Regions from separate parts of the Gasterosteus aculeatus genome. Here regions 1 and 3 are each linked to region 2. Evidence: chromatin contacts called from public Hi-C data. All regions are on one chromosome and are shown on one strand. Each heading gives the region's core, a stretch centred on a gene start, on an enhancer-like site or on the middle of the called end of the contact. The rest is flanking DNA. Distances are from core to core; before and after follow the strand shown.

Region 1 (4,499 bases), core at 1,418-3,917, 54 kb before region 2:
AAACTATGGAGCACATGGAGGGTGGATTTATTATGAGGAGTAAAGTTTGATAATATTTCATATAATACAATTAAGAATATATATATTATGCATAGAAAAACAGATTTTTCCGTCGTCTGCGAAATGAGTCACAATTATACCAGAAAAAAACCTATTCGCTATTCATCAATCATTCATTTATTACTCTGTGTTGATATTTATAAAACTACACAGAAAGAATGTGAAAGTCTTGAGTCCAACACCAATTTAAGGCTAATCCAAATTTTTTGTTTGTGAGTGATCTGAGAGAATATCCCATATTCGTGTAGTAAATGTAGTACTTTGATCTGCAGGAGCATTCAAACAGTATCTGTATCTGTTATGGAGGCGCTTCAGAGTACTCGGGTTACAGTTCTTCATTTTCTGATTGTTCCTTGATTTAAAACCTCAACGACCACAAACGACCGTTTGGCCGTGAGTCTAATGAGATAAAACCCTGCCAGTCAAATCCTCAGCGGACACAGGAGGCCTGTGCGTGGACAGAGAGACAGACGCAGGCAGTGTGACGTCAAATAAACATTTCATTGAGGGCGAGAGAAAGACGGGCAGTCAGGAGACGGACGAGACGACGGCAGCTGTGCGGCCGGGCGGGACAGCTGTGGTCTTCTGGAATGTTCTGTCATTTCCCTTTTGACCTAAACCAAAGTCCGTACGTCCACGGAGAGCCGCCTGCCGGCCCGTCCACCTCCACAGCGGGCCTTTTGTGTGCGCCTGTCGTCCCCCGACCCCTTTATAGTCTCGCAATATTGGTTTAGGAACAAAGGCGGCTGCTTAATTCACTGGAGCACCTTTGCCAATAAAGCGGCCGGGCGCCTCCTCGCTGCGTGCGGCGGCCCGGCGCCGCGTGTTGCCGTTTTCATTGTGTCACCACCGCCGGAGACAAATGAGAAGTTACCAGATGGAGCCTGAAAGCGAAGGTAGGGAATAATACAGCACGTCGCCGACGGGGGGGGGGTCCGGCAAACGGTGTTTGCAGTGGATTCAGAGCTCAAACTGGAGGATTCTTTCAATTTGGTTTGATGTAGCAGGTTGTGTCCACGCGGGGAAAGCAGCTTCATTCATCAGGTTTTCATATATAAAGACCAAAACACATCCAAGAGTCGACCTATATATCGCTTTTCAAGACAAACCTCCAACGCAGGTGAACTTCATTTCTAAGCGTGCTCGATGAGTTTTGAGAAAAAGCACCAGGGTTTTGGGTTGATACGAGCATGTCTGTTGGATAAAAGAACTTGTTGCGTGATGTTACACATTGGTTAAGGACATTAACACAATCGTCCACCCGACCTCATCCCTGTCTCAGTCTTCATAGCATGCCCGTTTCATAATGGCGTGCGGGTGGCTCACGCGCAGAAGCTAATGTGGAGTTTGGAGCCAAGAAACACTTTAAGGGAACCCGTGAGCCAGACAGCAGAAACCCAAAGTGTTCCCTTGTCCTTTAAGCATTCTTAACTTACCAGATGTGTTGATGCTCTTTGCTCAAACAAGCGCATGATCCAAGTTTGGACACAGCGAATGTGGCAGCAGCTTCCTAGCAATAGTGATTGGCAACTTGTGTGTAACCTCTGCTGGTGAGTTTGTGTCTTTAGGCGTGCGTTTGTGTACTGTGAGTAACTCGGTGTCAGTAAGGTCATCAGCAGGGTGACAGTATTGAGCATTTGGACACTGACGACAGGCCGGTGAAAGCTGAACTGTCAACAGCAGCTAGTTACCGGAGCTGTTGACCTTCTCTTTTCACTCTTCATCATAAGACAACCGTACGGGTGTTGGAGGATGATCACACTTTTGTTCTGCAACGGAACATTTGATCTGCCGCTTTTACTCAAACGGATTTATGCCCAAGATGCTTCTTTGCAGTTTGATTCGAGTAGAGTTGCTTTAGAACAGCTGTGACGATCTGTCTTTCTCTTAGTGCTCATTGTTTATTCACAGTTTGCTGGATGCAAAGCGTTTTGGCCTTGTGATGGCACTGTTGTCTAACTGTTACTATAAAAAAAATAACAGAAAAGGCTAGAAAAGTGCACTGGTTTGAGTGCAGATCTTTGCCAGGTGGGGGTTTCCTTAAGGTTTAATCACGCCCCCTTACAGACGAGACCACGGCGAATATATCCAACATGGGAACTGAACATTAGGGTATCACAACATATCAGTCACGGAGGTAATCTGCTTCAAATTGAGACCAAACCACAGTTTCTGAAAGACAACAAAAGTGCCTCTTGCCACTTTAGGGATTGACGACCTCCACCCCCCCGATTGGCAGTTAAAAAGGAGTCAAGGGCTGAATGTTTGTCTGAATGGTCCAGTTGTAAGCCACATCAGCCTGTGGACAGACGGGTGCACACGGAAGACATCAACTCTCCACCGGCTTCGGCTGGTGGTGAAATATGTTTTTTTTAGCTCGCTGTCATATTGTCAGTTACTGACACGAACGACCTAGTTCGTGCTGCGGTCGGCTGCCAACTCACGAGAAGTCACGTGGAGCCGCACGTGGAAGATGCACGAGGTGCCGCGAAACAGACCTGGGGATTTGGAAAATCCTCAACGTGAGTTGAACTGATGTTGCTGGGGACGCAGGCATCCCTCTTCGGGCCTCCGCTTCCTCTCTGCTGCTAAACCTGTTACATGGCTGCGGGGTGACACGCGTCATCGACGGCAGCCAGTTTGACGGGCCCTGACACTCGGAGTGCTTTGAGGATCAAGATGACGGTTCCCCGACGAGAAGCTTTCACTGTTGTGGGGGAGCGAGAACATGAACAAAAAAAAAAAAAAAGAAAAGCTGCCGGCTGTCGAAGGCTGTAAATGTAATTTTGTTTCACCTCCCCGAGTTTTCAAAATCAAAGCTTTTTGAACCGCGTCCAAAACCAGCATGTTTGGCCCTGCCACGAGGAAAGACAGCCATGTTATTTATTCCTTAGCTAGAGGTTATACTTAGCGAGGTGTTGAGGGCGCTTCGCATGCCACACCGGGGGGGGGGGGCCCCTCCGCAGCGACGGGCCTCTCCGCCGCCGCCGCCACGCCGCGTTTTCGGGCCTCGGCCGCCGTTGATTGCTGCAGCCGGGAATGCAAACGAGTGCTGCTCGTCAGCCGGGCTCGTGCCCGCTGGCATCTCATCAGCCTGTCACGTTGATGAAATACGCCGCATGTCGAGAGATTGACCAATTTCCATTTCAACTTTTAAACTTTGTCTGGCTCCAGCTAATGATGTAAGAGTTAAATCGAGCATTAAAGTCGTCGAGAGGCTGCAACAAAAACCACCAACAGACTCCGATACGTTTCCTGAATTCCTGCACTTATAAGGTCAAGAGCAGCTTGCTAAGCAGGGATTGACAGAGCATTCGTCTTATGGAGATCTGTGAAGGATGGGCCGTATTTTCTGGGTGGATGCTGATTAATAATAGTTTATATTTGATTCAACAACACTACTAAAACAAATAATTACACATGGCTGTGGTCATGGGTGTAGTTATTGACCTCTAGCAAATATGAGGCTTTTGCTTCTTCAGCCAGTTGAGCCTTCAAGTTTTTTTTTAAAATCTACGTCAATAAGATCACAAAAAAACCAACAATCGATTCCTTTTGTTACCAGTGACGACTTGGGCCTTTCACTCAGGCGTTTGAGGTGAAGTACTGAACTGCGGACTCCACCCCGGTTGGGAAACCAACCAAAAACAAGAACCTCGAGTTCCTCGAAAGTGTCCTCGGTTGCTCCTACATTGCAAAAGAGCCCGGCATCAACAATCTTCTCAAAACTCAACTCAAAGGCATTTATATAAGTGTTAACCGTAATAACAACGTGTGGACATGTGCAGAACTTCTCACAACAGAATAACAAAGTGTAACATTGCACAATCTGCTCCTTCCTTCACCGACCTGTGAAGTTTGATCCAAAATTAAGGCCTGCAGTTATCTGCCCCCCCCCTCCCCCTCCTCCTCTCTCTCTCTTATTCTCTCTCCAGGCTCTCAACCTCTGCAAGTCGCGTCATGCCACTCATCCCATTATTACCCCAAAATAAAGAAGCCCATCGCGGATCGCCTCCGCCGAGCCGCTCGGTGTTCGGTTTCGTCCTCGGGGCTCTGCAGTTGTCAGACGCATTTCCTCCCGTGCGGAGACAAACTCATTCTGCATGCGGCCTCCTCTCCATGACAACAACAACAGAGAGATTCTCTCCAAACGTGTCCCGTCAGATTCATCCGCTCGCATCGCCATGGAAATGCGGAGTTGAATACAGCCTGAAGCGCACGAACAAAACACTAAAAGAATTAGAGGACAGAAGAGGCTGAACGCTTCGACTTACACGAGCTGCCGACTCCCATCGCTCTGCTCTCGTCAATCATTTGGAGGCAAATGCTCCGAAAAACTGATTAACCGTTAACTATTTAGATTCTTATCAACGTGATCATGTTTGAGGAAGTAAGAAAGTTGTTGGTGGTGCAGGGTTCAACAAAAGCGTACAACCTGT
Region 2 (4,254 bases), core at 1,012-3,511:
AGTTGTTGTTCACATTGACGAGGATGACCTCGTGAGTCCTCTCCTGCTTGTCCTGGGGCCTGGGGGCCACGCGGGGCGCAGGGGGCCTCCGCGCCACCGAGGGCCCCTCGGTGTACTCGTTGTTGGAGCGGATGGCCTTGATTTGGTCCAGGGAGAGAATGGCGGCATGCTGGAGCTCCCGCTCGTAATCCGACCTCTGTCGGCTCTCTAGGGAAGGCTGCTGGATCACCACTAATGAACCGCCGGGGCCATGTTGACTTTGGAGCTCCATCTGGGGGGATCACCACTTCCGACATTCACCGTGGACTTGGCATGCATCGGAAAACCTGCCAGAGAGGGGGGGGGGGAGACAAAGGAGAGGCAGGGAGGGAGGGAGGGGACATGGTCAGACGGAGCCAACATGCTGATGGAAGAGGGGTGAACATTCAAATTCAAAGTGTTAGCATCAAGGCTGCTTCTAAACAACACCGGGACGATTCCGCAGGAGTAGAAAACGCAACGCAGTTTGAAGTCAAATGAGCAATACCAGAGCTGTTTGAGGGCACGTTGACCCGGAATGGTTGTTGTCCTGTCAAGATGACAAAATGACACTTTTGATCCCGTTAAATGAGGCAACCCGGCAGAGAAAGAAAGTTGACTATTAAACAAGTACTTTTTCGTAGCTTCCTCCCCAATATGCACACATCTAAACTTCAGTGGGACCTACAAACACGTCCCCTCCTCATTTACATGTGTATGACTAGTTAACATTTAAATGCACCGCGGCGACGAGATGAGAACGCGATCCAAGGGAACTAAATGAGCTGCCGCACTTAGTATTCTATTACTGCGCCAAGAAGGGGACAAAAGTAGCGCAAAAAATAGAGAAGGAAACTAAGGTCAGATCAAGTTCCGACAGAATACGGACTTTGCCTGATGAACGATCGGAGCACGCCGCGACTTCTTGGAGCGCATTTGAGGTATTTTTTTTATCTTCACCCCGTAAACACGATTAATAATGTGGGGTCTGAGCCTTCGTAGACACGCGTCAAACCTCCCAGAGAAAAGTGAGAAAAAAATAAATAATCTATTTTGCCCAACAACAAAAACAACAACTATTAATTGTGAATAGCGAGAGAAGTGCGCACGAACCACCTTGCTATCCGCACAGGGCGCGTTCACGGGATCCTATGAAGACGCGCGCAGCCGGAGATAAGGAGACATTGGAGGACGCGTCCGCGCGGACGGGGACAACTTATGAATGAAAACAAGCGCCGTGGGGGGAAGGGTGTTCGTTACGGCGCGAGGACGCGTCCGCGGAGAGTCATTTAAACCCACAGCGGGGGGTCGGCGCGGTGGGGGCGGGTGGGGGGGTGTAACAGAAATGTCCGTGTCAAACACACCAACACGTCACGCAAAGTGGTTGGATCGTTGCAGCGGTGTGAAAACAAAAAAAAAAAAGAAGTTAATCGCTACAGCGGCGCAAACTGCGGCGCTGCGTGCGCTGTTAGCGCTTAATAAGACGTCACATTACACGTTAAAACAGGGCTGAAACAGTGCGGGAGACACGTACCTATGTGCAACCATCCATAACGTCGAATCCATCAACCAAGCAGCTGCAAAAACTCCATCCACCACGGAAAAGGGACAACGTCCAGACGGAGACTACGAAGTCTGGTGCATAACGTTCACCGCCGGTTAATCCAAGTAGGAGCGTATCCCTTCGCGGTATTCCCTTATCACTACTAGTGTGGTTCTCTTCTCGTGGTCTTAGTTCAGCGCGGGTTGCGCGTGCAATTCGTCCCAGAATAAAACCAAGTAAATCCACGATGGAGCTCTGGGAGGAAGGAACCCGGACTGCGCACTTGCGGGGAGGGGGGGGGGAGAGGCCGTTTTGTAGGCGACCTACTTATAGAGGAGTCCCGCAGGAACAGACAACAAATAATACTAATATTAATTCAAATAAAATTTGAAAAAAAAACGTTGTCGGAGAAGTCAGGCGCGCGCGTGTAGATTCCAAGACGTCGTCCGGCTTCGAGGAGCCGCGGTGGACCTCGCGTGTTTGTCGCGGGGAAACTGCGCTGGCGCAACAACACAGGGGGGGGGGAAAAACCCAGCAGCAGCAGCAGCAGCGTCGTTGCGCTCACTTCGGCTCCGCGGGCCCGTTCAGCTCTGAATGAATGGGGACGCACGGCTCGGTGTTGGCTCCGCAGGGCCGACTCCCATTGGCCACCGCGTCCACTGAAAAAGGATACATCGCATCCGCTCCTGATTCATTGGGCAGATGTGGACGGAGACGTGCGCGCGCTTTAAGGTGGAACGGCTTCTCCTCCTTTCTTTTTGCCCCCCCCTTCGGTCGCCTCGGCTGCTTTGCCGACTTGTGGGTTATGAATAACCATGTGAACGAGGTGCATGTGACGGGGGGGGGGGGGGGCATTTATTTACGTCAAGACAAACAACATTAAAAACCCAGTTTTTGTACATTTTACATTAGTTTGAAGCGTTTGTCTGCTCAGTTGTATGTAATTATAAGCATTTAACAGATATAAATACAAGCATTACACCAACATAGAGAAACAGAGGTATTGTGATGCGTATTGTCGTATGTTCAACACAACTCAATAGAAATATAATGAATACAAACCATGAAATAAACCAAAGAGCCTAATTGTAATTTAAGGCTGGCTTGAACTAAAACGCAGCGCATTTCCAAAACGTTGCTGTGGATATTTTATTAACATGGTTTGTATCCAGGGCCCTGAAGGCATCTCAACTTTAAGTTACCAACACGTGAAGCCCCGCAAAGCTGACTCAATTAAAAGACCCCCGCTGGTGCTGGAACCACACTGTCTGCCGTCAAGACCATTCAGTGAGTGTGTGTGTGTGTGTGTGTGTGTGTGTGTGTGTGTGTGTGTGTGTGTGTGTGTGTGTGTGTGTGTGTGTGTGTGTGGAGAGGGGGGGGTGTTATCACCCGGATGTCTTTGGATGTTATGCATTGAAGTTTGCAATCAAATGTTCCACGATAACTGAGATAAGGATGTTTCCTCATCACTTGAAGAGACGCCCGGTGGTTTGAGGGTTTAGCCCGGGTCCACCTTAAGAAAAAAAGCAGCCCTGCAGGGGAAAGACTCCCCCCTCTCCTCTCCCCCTCCCCACCTCCCCCTCCTCTGTTCCTGACTGTCTGGTTTGATTGGTGTCGCGGATGCGCCACATCCGGATCCATGAGAAAAGGAAGTTCAATACAAAGTCAATTTATCCCTTTCAAATGGAAAAATCAATGGATGAATGACCTCCAGTGTCTCCTCGGGTCAGCACATGCTTTAAAGAAAGAAAAGGAAAAAGGGGCACCGAGGTGCGGTGAGCGGCTCTGTGCCCTTTTAGAACGCAGCTCGTTGGGGATGAAGCAGAGCCGGTAGACCGACAGATGGCCGCCCGGATCCCCGCTCTTAGTGGTCGGAAGTGCGGACGGAAATCTCACGATTGCAGCAATTATGTGATTTTCCACGGATGGAGGTGATGGACGCACCGGCCGCGGATGGGTTGTTTCCTGTGGAGCAGCAGTTCCCCGAACTGGTTTCGGAGCGCATTCGAGATTATTGAAGGAGGTGCAGCGGTTTTCCAGATAAAGTCCACTGTTTAATGCCGTATACATATAATAACAATTATTTTGTGATGGGGATTATTTAAGCAATAATGGAATGGTTGCAATTACTCATTCGTCTCCTTGAGAAAAAAAAATTAAAAACTAACAAATATCCCAAAGTGGCACCAACACAACATTATATTTATTGTGCTGATCAGCTCATTTGTGACTTATCTTTATGCCGTGGCGCTATTTCACTGTTAAAAACAAGGCAAACAACTGAATATACACAATGCATTTATTACATACATGTTGTTCCATCTACAATTACAAAAAAAGAAGTAATGTTCAACACACAGAATTCTTTATTTCACACAAGAAAGCCGCCCCTCGAGTCAGAAGAAGCTCAGGCCGCTCCGCCGCTGCTGATAGCTGATATACGACTGGATGAGAGAGTCGGGGATCCGGGGCTCCACCGTCCTCAGGGCGCTTTCAAAGTGTCCGGCCTCGACGTGCTGAGCTTTGATGTCCTCTTGCAGGGCGAGGAGGGCGGCCTCTCTGCATACTGCCGCTATCTGGGACGGGAAACAGACACACAGGCGCTCAGCTGTCGGGCCCGAAGCGCTCCGTCCACCAAGCACCGCTGGATCACGGTGAAAGAGGCCGAAGGGCGTCACAGAACGTCAAACAAC
Region 3 (4,808 bases), core at 130-2,629, 33 kb after region 2:
ACCAACCAATAATTGCATCATGAAAACGGAACGGCAAATTACAATTTGGAAATTCACTGGGACGGAGAAAAAAAAAAAAAAAAAAGTTATTTCTTCGAAGCTCTTTTCCAGCAGATCATCTTTTGGTAGCACAGCATTCAAATGTAACATGATGCTTTTTCTTTTCTTAAATGACTGTCTTCGTATATTTTAAAAAGGTACACAGGCAGTCTGAGTCTGACGATTACATAAGTTTGTGGTTTGATAAACCGAAAACTACAGCTATGAATCCATCAAACTGCTCTATGGTATATATTGGATATATGCGTTTATGGTATATCTTTATTCTGTGTAATATTCCTAAGCTCTCAAACCAAAAGGAGGTCATTCTGAGATAGAAAAGCGATAGAGATAGACAAGCGCATTCGGTCCCCCCCATCACGGATCCCCTGCTCCTCTCCATCTTTCCTGCCGACAGAGTGGTGGCATAGACGCTTGGGGGCGAGAGGGGTAGTTGTCCGACCCCTCCCTCCCATCCCCTCCATGGTGTTTATCCACTAATTGGGCCACTTCCTGAGGCAGAGGCCAAACAGGGAAGGGAGGAATGTATGGCAAAAGGCCACTCAGACAAGCTAGCGTCAGGGTTACGGGGGGGTGGAGGGGGGGGGTAAGGTTGCAAAGAGATTAAACAGCGGCAAAAGATTGAGAATTAAACAGATGGACAGCTGTTTTCTTTATATTTCGCTCGGGGCGGAGGGGGGGGGGGGGGGGGCACACTGACATTTCATATTCCACATGAGCACTACCTGGCGCAGCAGACCAGCAGCTCACTATTGGGCCCTGCGACGTGTGCCTGGCGACGCAGCAGCCCCCCCCCCCCACCCACCCCCCCATACAAAACGCCCGCTTTAACGGGGAGCAAATGCACATAAGTCATTGGCCTGACAAATGGGAGGGTTCCCGCTCGTCCGGCTGACCGTCGATGCGCTCTGCTGCGTTTGATGTGCTGGCCCTTTGAAGCCGGCCTGCGGGGTCTATTGGTGTTTTCCTGGGGTTAGAAGTTGAGCCCCCCCCCCCCCACAGCATTTAGGACTGTTAAAGGATGCCAGATGAAGATTCCACAGTCCCATGACACCTCCGCACGCCCCCCACGCGGGCTACCGGTACCAATCACAACGAGGAATACGCCGCCATGCGCCCGCTCGCTCGCTCGCTGGATACGAGGATCACACCGTTCCGAAAAGATAAAGAGCGTTGAGGGAGGAAAAAAAAAAAAAAGCCCGCTGAACAAAGGTCACATGGTGGCCATTTGGACATTGACGGAGTGGAATGCAGCTGGCTCCAGCGGGAATGACTGTGAAGGAACAGGCCGGGCCAATCAAGGAAGGAGGAGGAGGGGCTGGTCGAGACAGACACAAACGCTTTCCTGTTGTCCTAAATAGCAGCGGCCAGGGGAGCGCCATCCCCACTAAACTTCCTGCCCTCCGAGCACAGGGGGGGGCGGCCAGACGCTGACTACACTCCGAAGGAGGTGTATTTTGGTCACGTTGAACAAGGATAGGGACTTTCTCTGGGGCGTGCCGTGCTGTCTAAATGCCAAGAAGAACACAAAGAAATGGCAGGTCATTGCTGGAACGTTTGGTCCTTTTTACGCATATTTTGCAAAACGTATTTAAACTAAATGTCGGCATGCACGACGGATACATCAAAATCCGATTCACTGGCCAGTTACTGGTAAAAAAAAAAGCGTGGTTTTGACCTTGGACTTCTGAAAGTATGTCGTTCTCACTCAAGGAGTCACACGCACTAAATTTCACAGTAGGTAACATTTTATGGCCGATATTTCAGCTCTTCTGCTTCACGCCCCGTTTATGGACTAATTCCTAAATTTCAAAGACACATTCCTTCAAAATGATATCATGCTCTTCAAGAGAAATTGAGAACCAGTCCAAGATTGGAGAAATGTGAGGCAGATAGAGCCCAAGTATTGGCGGTAGTTTTTAGATGAGCTGAGTGAGATTACTGTATCTGAAAAGTTGTGGTTGGGCGTCTGGAAGGCGGGCGGGACGCAGCGGGACAAAGACAGGCCATTTGGATCGAAAAATGCCGGAGGTGCGTGAGCGTTGGGGCCGCCGTCCCCGGTCCAATGGCAGATGTGATGCCGCGGTCCGCAGGTGGCGTGCAACAGGCCCGGTCCTGGCCGATGGCCCTACAAAACAGGATGTCTGAAACTCCCCAGGCTTGGGACTTCCTCTCCCACAGCGGCCCAGAGTTCAGCCAGCTCCCAGCCCGGAGGAACGCATTAAAGAATCTGGCACGTGAAACAGTCTGCTGCTCACCCCCCCCCCCCTTCTTCCTTTCTCTGGCTGGGACCCCTCTTTGACTATTTAAAACTACAGAAATAGTCCCCCTGGTGCATTTCCAGAGGAAAGAGCTCTTTTTATTCCTGCCTGGTTTTGCGTCAGCGAGGGCGTCGATAGTGCGCCCTCCGCGCCGCGAATGGGACGCGGCCTTGGCGGACAACGTGCCAAATGAGATCCAATGTGCAAAAAACAAAAAAGAATAGACATGATCCACAAACACTTCCTGTTTGTTAGAAGATAACCTGCTGTGCGTTGTAATATCGCTGGGCTTGTAAACTGCAAAAAGAAATGGCATGGACTTGAATGAATACCCCTCCCAGGACAGGGAGGGGTAAGTTCTGCTGGCACTTCTTCTCTGAAGCTTTTTAGGGCCTCGCAGCTGTGGAGGCTGTGTTCACAAGCCTGAGCTGCGTTAATACCATTAGCAAAGATAGATGAAAGATAGATTTGCCTTTGAAGGAGTGGATGAAGCGAAGAGGAGGGGGGGAAATAAGAAAAAAAAGTGGCCACATTAGAGAGAAAGAGCAGTCTGCTGGGGGCTAAAGGGCAGGCTGGGAGGGCTAGTATCCCTTGGCCCTTTGCAGGCAGGCTCCGCTTCTCCAATTACCCCCACCACCCCCTCCGTACCACCCACCCATTTGGATCACAGTGACTTCATTAAGATGGCACGCAGTTTCGCCAATGTGGTTCCAATCGAGGCCCAAACTGTATAGAAACCCCACAGGAAATGCAGCTGGGTGACAGACTGTCCAAAAATAAAGAGGGATGCAGAGAGCAAGTGTGTGTGTGTGTAAAATAAAACACATGTGAGGCGACGCAGGAGGGTTGGGGGGGGGGGGGGGGGGGGGGGGGGGGGGGGGGCATGATTAACGATGCCGACACTTTGAAGACAGGAAGACACCTGGCGACCATCTCGTCTCCGTGGGCGCTGGACAGACGGTAATGCTTTGGCGTGTAGGAATTAGGCCCTACGCATCTCCAGGCTTTAGCACGGAACCGCTGGCCAGATGGGGAATAAGCCGGGGGGGGGGGGGGATTGCGGGAGACTCAGCGAATGAGACGCGACTGCCGTCTCTCTCCGCCGCCCGCACGGGCGCCTCCGTTGGCTCCCAGGGTGATGGATAGCATGCTAGCCCGTGAGCTAGTTCACTTCCCTTATTGACTGTGATGGCGTTAAACGCCTCCCACACCGCCGCGCTCGGGAGGACTAATGAAGTGAACGGGGCTGTGTGTATTTTCCAGAAAGGATACTGTACACTTCCTGCCTTTGGCGATCCACAAACAGCCATTGTTGTATCGCGCCTCGCAAACAAACAAGGGGCGCCGAGAAAGGCTTGTGTTTGCATGACCTTAAATATACAAAAGTGGTGCCTGACATACTGGAAATATGAGTTCTGTGGTAAACATCCTTGTTTAAGAGCCCTATCTTTTAGGAAAATACAAGGATGTTTAAGTCTAATGAACAATTTCACCTCGGTGAACAACCGCCTTCCCTCCAGCTTTTGAGTTTGAACTTTACAGGCTACATACAACGATTTCCTGTCATTTCTTTCCCATGAAACAGGAAAAAAATGTCCCTGAAAATTGTATTTTATCAACCCCCCCCCACATACACACCGATAAACACATTGTAAAATGTCACCTTCCCAATGTAACAAAGGCTTGACAGGAAAAGTGGCGACAGAAAGCCCGATGTGGGGCTGAGAGGGGCCCAAGGGCTTCGGGGCGACGGAGGACGAGGCTCCGGCTCGGGGGTGCTACACCAAACGAGCGGGTGGAGGTATGTGTAGGGGGGGTGTTGTTCCTGTGGCAGCGGCATCGAGTGACTCTTGCTAAGGTTGAGTAATTGGTCTGGTAGTTAAGCCACAGTTAAGCATCTCAACGGCGGACCCCGAGGGCCAAACCTCCAGCGACATTGTCATTACCGGGCCCCCTTTGAAGACGCCTGAGACGGAGGCCGACCATTTGTTACGCTCTTCATTCAGGTTCTTTTTGGGGGGGGGAAGCCCAGTATTGCTGCTGGTGACAAATCTCAAATAAATGAACAATCGGGAAAGTTTGATGGATGTCGGACTTTGACATGCATCACTTAATGGACTACAATGAATTCCACTCAGATTACGTCAGTTCCAAAAGCTTAATCAGGCAACCTGTATGGTTTAATCAGAGGTTTAAGCAAAATCCCATTAATTGAATCTAGAAACACTGCAGCTCAGGAATGCTGAAAGAAATCGAATGAACAGGCCGGAGAATTCCACAGAAACATTAATGAAACATGGGGTATTATTTGAATCCTTCACCATAACTGTTTAGCTGAAATTATTTAATTGAGTTTGATCCTAAATTGAAAAGCAACTAGATAATATTCATGCCATGATATCAATGGTACATTTGCAATGAATGTCAAGCATTAGAAGTTAAAGGCGCAGAGCTGGTTGCTGATTGCCGCTGTACAAACAGCATTCT

Evidence for each region. A called contact is a pair of places that touch in the nucleus more often than the background predicts.
Region 1: a contact with region 2 is called in a Hi-C map of liver, with 4 times the contacts expected there. The contact joins the enhancer-like site here to the promoter of spry1 in region 2. A contact is called at or near these places in 5 of 6 Hi-C or Micro-C datasets (liver, skeletal muscle, tail fin and 1 more).
Region 3: a Hi-C map of skeletal muscle shows a contact between it and region 2, with 5 times the contacts expected there. The contact joins the enhancer-like site here to the promoter of spry1 in region 2. A contact is called at or near these places in 3 of 6 Hi-C or Micro-C datasets (skeletal muscle and tail fin).

What each region holds. Positions count from the first base shown.
Region 1 is chr4:3,522,084-3,526,582 of fGasAcu3.hap1.1, reverse strand. No RefSeq gene overlaps it. Among protein-coding and RNA genes, the nearest start is that of spry1, 55 kb to the right of the region's middle. Within about 2 kb of position 2,667, at least 4 of the 9 cell types and tissues checked have open chromatin away from gene starts, as enhancers often do. A contact at or near this core is called in liver, where this site is marked.
Region 2 is chr4:3,467,604-3,471,857 of fGasAcu3.hap1.1, reverse strand. spry1 (sprouty homolog 1, antagonist of FGF signaling (Drosophila)) reads right to left here and starts at 2,261. Exons shown (of 2, transcript XM_040174903.2): 1 at 1,553-2,261; 2 at 1-326. The coding sequence starts at 271. afg2a (AAA ATPase AFG2A) reads right to left here. Exons shown (of 17, transcript XM_040173649.2): 17 at 3,843-4,137. The coding sequence ends at 3,958.
Region 3 is chr4:3,432,687-3,437,494 of fGasAcu3.hap1.1, reverse strand. All of the region lies in intron 15 of afg2a (AAA ATPase AFG2A), which reads right to left. Among protein-coding and RNA genes, the nearest start is that of LOC144406281, 15 kb to the right of the region's middle. Within about 2 kb of position 1,379, at least 1 of the 9 cell types and tissues checked has open chromatin away from gene starts, as enhancers often do.